Regions from separate parts of the Hordeum vulgare genome. Here region 2 is linked to region 1. The links are chromatin contacts, called in public Hi-C maps. All regions are on one chromosome and are shown on one strand. Each heading gives the region's core, a stretch centred on a gene start, on an enhancer-like site or on the middle of the called end of the contact. The rest is flanking DNA. Distances are from core to core; before and after follow the strand shown. Region 1 holds the start of LOC123404040 (enhancer of rudimentary homolog). Region 2 holds the start of LOC123401798 (hydroxycinnamoyltransferase 2).

Region 1 (2,820 bases), core at 282-2,781:
CACCACCGCCTCTCGACGCTGCAGCTCCCCGCCGCGCTCGAGCTCCTTCCCCGCGGCGCCCCGGCCTTCGTCGATGAGCTGCAGGCGACCCGGTGCCGGACCCCGCCCTCCCTCTCCTTTGCGCGCCTTCGACCAAGGGGGAGCCCTCCCGCGCCCCTGCCGAAGCCCGCCGTCCGCGAGACGGGCCCGCACCGTCGTGGCGAGGCGCGAGGAAGCCGGCCCCGCCGCTCCCATGGCCGCGGCCGCCATGCTCGCCGGCGCGCAGTCGCGGCACGCCATCTTCCGCGAGGAGCTCGTGAAGAGAGCCTACTACACGGCCGATGAGGCCCACCGCGGGCACTCGAGCCAGCCCGCGGCTACAGGTTCTGGTCTCCTCTGAAGTTCAGCTAGCACTGATTTGGAGAACAACACACAACTACTCGAGAATGTCGATAAGAGTGGCTACTGAAGCAGCCCCCGTCGGCGCCACTAGGCTGCTTGCTGCTCGCGCCGTCTCCACGCGCGCCATAGCTGCACAGCCCGCCGTCCTGCTCGGGACGCTGAGAATATCCGCGGCATGCGACGTCTAGTCTCTAGACGATCTGCGACACTCTGCGTCAAGGAGATCGGTGAAGCAGTCTGCATTGACGAGATCACCCGGTATTCTAGGTGGCCGGTACGCTGTCCTCCGCTTCAAAGTGTCAACTGAAATTTGGATATTACGTGTATATGCATCAGGGCTGGTTTGGTCTTTTCCAATGCTTATAAATGTTAAAGGAAAATGAAAATAAAAAATAGGAGGAAAGTGGCATGATAATTAAGGAGCCAACGAGCTAAGTGGCAAATGTGCGAAGTCAATCTTGAAAATGATAATTTTAAGAATCCATATATTGAAAGTGGCAAATTTCCAATTTTCTCCTCGGTAATTGATGCAGATTGCGGTTTTGATATTTTCTCGGGAAAGCTAGCTACTATTGTTTGCTATTTTGTTAGTCCAACAAGGATTCCACAAAAAAGAAAATCTGAGTAAACTTCCATCAGTTAATGAGTCTTAGTTTTGCTCCGTTACAGTTCTGTTTTACTTTTATGGTTACAACTGAACTAGAAGATTTGATTCACACTTTAGTTAATGCAGATGAGATGAAAAGGTTGACTGCATGAGTTTTTTTCATTACAGTGATGTGGTCCTTTGTTAAAGGATTCGATGCATCTCGATAAATTCTAAGCTATATTGTATTTTTTATGTTTCTAGATACCCAAGCAAGGGAGACAAAGATAATGGATAGAGTAAGAAGAAGAAAAGTGAGTTAAACGTGAACAAAAATCCGTAATGCTATCTGACATGCACAAGGATCCTAAGGATACATATTTGACATGTTCGATAATACTGCACCATTAGAATATCTATGCCTTCGAGTCCGATTCTCGGCCCTTGCATTCTCCCGTTGCAACGCACGGGCTCTTTTGCTAGTTAGTAAGTAAAGAAAAAGGTAAAAACCGTGGACGTGGACCTATCCAGACAGAGTCGCAGTGTCGCACGGCCCAGTCCAAGCTAACATCACCCCACTTAACCCTAGAACATCTTCCGGACGCCTCCCTCGCTCTCGCGTTCTCGGCAAACCAGCGACGGCGACCGCTCTTCACGGCTGCCCCCCTTCTCCCGTCGGGCATCGGCGGATTTGCGCGGGCCGCTATCCTCTTCTTCCCGATAGTTCTTCCTAGCCATGGTGAGCCCCCTGTCCTCTCTTTCGTCTAGGTGCTCTCCTTCCCTGTATTACCATCGCAGCAGAATCGGATTTGGACGGCCACTGAGGTCAAGTGAAGTTCCCTTCGAACGCTAGGTTATTTGGTTGTACTCCTAGTTCGGAGAGGTTGCAGTCTTGTTCGTAGATTGGAGGAGTTAGTAGAATTTAAACTCTTGTCTCCTTTTGTTTTTTCGCTATAATGCACTGCCTGCTGCTGGCTATTTAGGGTACATCTCCATGTTTCCAGCTTGTAGTATTTTGAAGCATATACATAGTTAGAAGAAAGAGCAGGTGTTAATTGTGTGTCTTGCCACCACCTTGCGCTTTTCTGACCAAAACCCATGCACATGCGCAGATTAAGCAATATTAAGCGCGTTGCTATCGCCTAGAGCCTAGGCATGCCTTTTTTTTCTTTTAAACTATGAGCATATCGAAAAGTAGGTTATATATTGCGTTGTATATATATATATATATATAGCGATGCCCCCTGTGTCGGGCACATATTTGTCTGTGCCATACAATACATCTTAGAAATGTAGCCTTTTGGGTTTTAAGCTGAGAAAAGGGACTGGGAGGATGCGTCGAGCCGTGGCCTATCCAAGCTGTCGATGGTCACCTAGTTAACATAGGGAACATACACTACTACGAATATTTCTGCTAAGGTTTGAGCCCATCCTCGGAGAGGATTCAGATCCTTTTCTCTCTTTTGAAATTCCATAGATATAGATGTCTTGACTGCCAAATCCGAATCATCAGAACAACTTGATTCCGTTGATTCCTTGTCCATTTTTCATATAGTCTTTTCTTTCTTTGTAGTCAAGTAATAATGTTTGGTATAAAGAAGGCCTAGATAATGTGCATTGCTTTTGAGTTTAATTTGAAGTAACTACCTTCCATGTTTCTCCTGTAACCTACCGTTTAGGGGCGGTTGTGTCTTGGGTGTCTGGACCAGCATGTTCAGTGTGTATATATTTTCTTTGAAGATTGGCGGCGACCGAGAAAAAAATCACTTTCTTCGTCGAGTTCTTGGAACTCAGCCCATATCTTTCACGATCGACCAATTCCCGTCATGCCACAACACTTCACTCGACAAAAT
Region 2 (2,741 bases), core at 221-2,720, 520 kb before region 1:
TAGGCTAGGTGTATAGGCATCATAGTCTGTTATCAGTTGAGCCGGATGGGCAATTTATTTGTTTAATTTTTGTACTCAGGTTCAGAGATTTGTGGACAACACATACTTTACGTTTATTTTTAATAATATGGCTGCATGCATTGATTGATGCAGAGGCCGGAGGCTCGTTTCCTCCTTTTCAAAAAAAAACCTGCGGAAAGATAATTCCATCTAATACGTAATATGGTGCCGAACTGCAATGATAAATCCAAACTTGTAATGTATGCAAGCTGCTATGAAATTCCACCGGTACAATTTCAATCTTCACAAAAAAAAGACCCATGCCGACAATTCTACATAAATTGAACGCGTAATCACGCAACCTCATCAATGATACATATTCTTACGAAGGAAGAACATGATGCTACCGCTTTTGGAGTGGTAAGGACAGAAGAATAAAGCCTGACGCGAGGTGTGAAATTCAGGGTGGCCTGACAATGAGGATTTCTTTTTGAAAGAGAGGGCGCTAAACAAGTCCAGGGATGCCCTATTTCAATTATAATTTGAAAGATCATTCCGGTGCATTGTTGACCGACAGCTAACGGCAAGAGGCTGACACGCAGATATTTGCAAAGCTGCGCTAAAAAGGCAAAACAGAAGTCAGTCATGCCTCGTTCCATTTCCTTAGCCTCACGGACGGGTCGACCTGACAGGGTCGCCTCCATGTCATGCGGCGCCGACGACCTAGACTGTTGCTGAAAGCGACGCTGGACCGTCCATTTCTACCGTACCCAACCCTGGTCAAATCCAGTGCCATACGCGACCGCACGCGGTGTGCTCTGCTTCGTCGGCACGTCCATACTCTGTTCCTCGCGTGTGGGAAAAATCACGGAGTGACATTCATGGTTACCTGGGCCACGAGGAGCGGGTAGGAGGAGATGCCCCCGGTGAAGTCGACCGCGGGGATGAGGCGCTTGAGGTCCATGGTGGGCGCGAAGTCGCCGAAGTCGTCGACGGTGCCGTCGGGCGCGTCGGCCTCCACGAAGAGCACCCCTTCCGCGTTGCAGTCGATCTCCACGCGCCCGTCCTCGTCGCGGGCCAGCCGCCCCGCCATCGGGTAGAAGGGCACCAACGCCTCCGCCAGCGCCCGGCGCATCCGCTCCGCGTCGAAGTAGCGGTCCGCCTCCTCCTCCCCCGCGCCGCGCCGGAAGAAGTAGACGCTCGGGGTGTGGAACCGCGGCACGACCAGGTCCGGGTTGGCGTTCCACAGCCGGAGCCGCGGCGTCTCCTCCGCCGGCACCACGACCGTCGATCCCCGTACCGTGATCTTCATCTCCGCGGATGCAGATCTGGCGGGCAGACAGACTACTAGGCGCAAGAAAAACGAGCGATGTACGTGGAACGCGCGTGGGAGAAGCAACAGCGGCGATGATTAAAATTAAAGCAGGGCGTTTGGTAGCTCTTGGTGGAGAGCTGGTGAGCTAGCGGGGGTTGGCGCGGGTTTTATAGCCGGCGAGGCGGGATGGCGCGACTTGTCCTCGTTCGCCTCCACTTTATTATTTTGCCCGATTGCTTCGTGGGAGGAGCTGGTGACGGGTGGGGAGTTGGTGGGATGGATGACCAGGCTCGGAAGCGGGACCCTTTTCGTTCATCGGTGGACACGGTCCAACCTACCGAACCGTGGACGCGCTACCGGTGATCTACACATCAGCGTGATCTGTCCACCTCTATCCGCTGCATCACCACTGACAGCAGCTTCCGGTTTTGGGAATTCCTCAGCTGCCCCTAATAATTCATACTTGGGCGAAAATGCTATGCAGCGGCCAATGATCTTGGACGAGCATCATTCCCCTGTTTTAATACCCCTCGAATCTAGTAAATTAGAGCATCTACACCCGAATTCGGTAAATCTGGCTTTTTATATGACCGCGGACGCGTGTTGTGCACGTTTCACCGACGTATTTGGATGGTCCTTGGTATTTCGCTCCTCGCATTCGCATATCTCAAATTAAACTCTCAAGATCATACAAAACCGATCACGGAAACCATTATCGCACGTGAATAATAAATGTTAGTATTGAATATAAATAGTGTTTATATCAAATTTATTTGAAGTACACAATCAATCATGTACTCTTTGGTTTCCATTATGGATCCACATGTGCTTTACTAGATCATTAAGTAGTTGCGTGTGTATTTGATGATCTCAGAGATTCTGATGCATGTGCACAAAGTTCATAAGCTAAGCGACATCTGACCTTCCGGGATTTCATGTTGTTATCGAGGTGCTTCAAAATCATTTGTTTGAGCTGCAACACCACCCTCATCCTTGACAATCATATCGTGTAAACTAACACAACATGTCATGAGCTACCATAAAGTTTCTGATTGCCACATCATTGCAGCCCCACGAAAAATTCATAAAAAATCCGACCAAAAAATGTGTTGAACACATCCAGTGCAAGGCGGAACCGGGGAGTTGCCGGACCTACCGCGGTGGCTTCCGGGCCGGCGGCGACGACCCCGTGGCGAGGACGGGATGGAGGACTACTCTACCGGAGCTGGCGGAGCACAAGCTAGAAATGGATGTGGAGCGCGCGCGACGATGAAGTTGCAATACTGACGGCGGGGAGGAGGAAGAAGAGAGGAAAGAGCAAATGGATCCAACAGTTTTGCGGGGTAAATTTGGTGCAATTTACGACGGAGTAGGTCTATCTAGTCCGACGTGGCGGGCGTGCCCATATCTGCCCGTATCTGGGTTG

The links. Hi-C and Micro-C count contacts between places; a contact is called where the count stands out from the background.
Region 2: a contact with region 1 is called in a Hi-C map of seedling, with 5 times the contacts expected there. The contact joins the promoter of LOC123401798 here to the promoter of LOC123404040 in region 1. A contact is called at or near these places in 2 of 6 Hi-C or Micro-C datasets (leaf and seedling) and 1 of 1 datasets of contacts at active chromatin or transcription factors (embryo).

The regions. Positions count from the first base shown.
Region 1 is chr6H:353,184,655-353,187,474 of MorexV3_pseudomolecules_assembly, reverse strand. It overlaps LOC123404040 (enhancer of rudimentary homolog), which reads left to right and starts at 1,531. Exons shown (of 4, transcript XM_045097951.1): 1 at 1,531-1,706. The coding sequence starts at 1,704.
Region 2 is chr6H:353,708,538-353,711,278 of MorexV3_pseudomolecules_assembly, reverse strand. LOC123401798 (hydroxycinnamoyltransferase 2) reads right to left here and starts at 1,470. Exons shown (of 2, transcript XM_045095647.1): 1 at 890-1,470. The coding sequence starts at 1,312.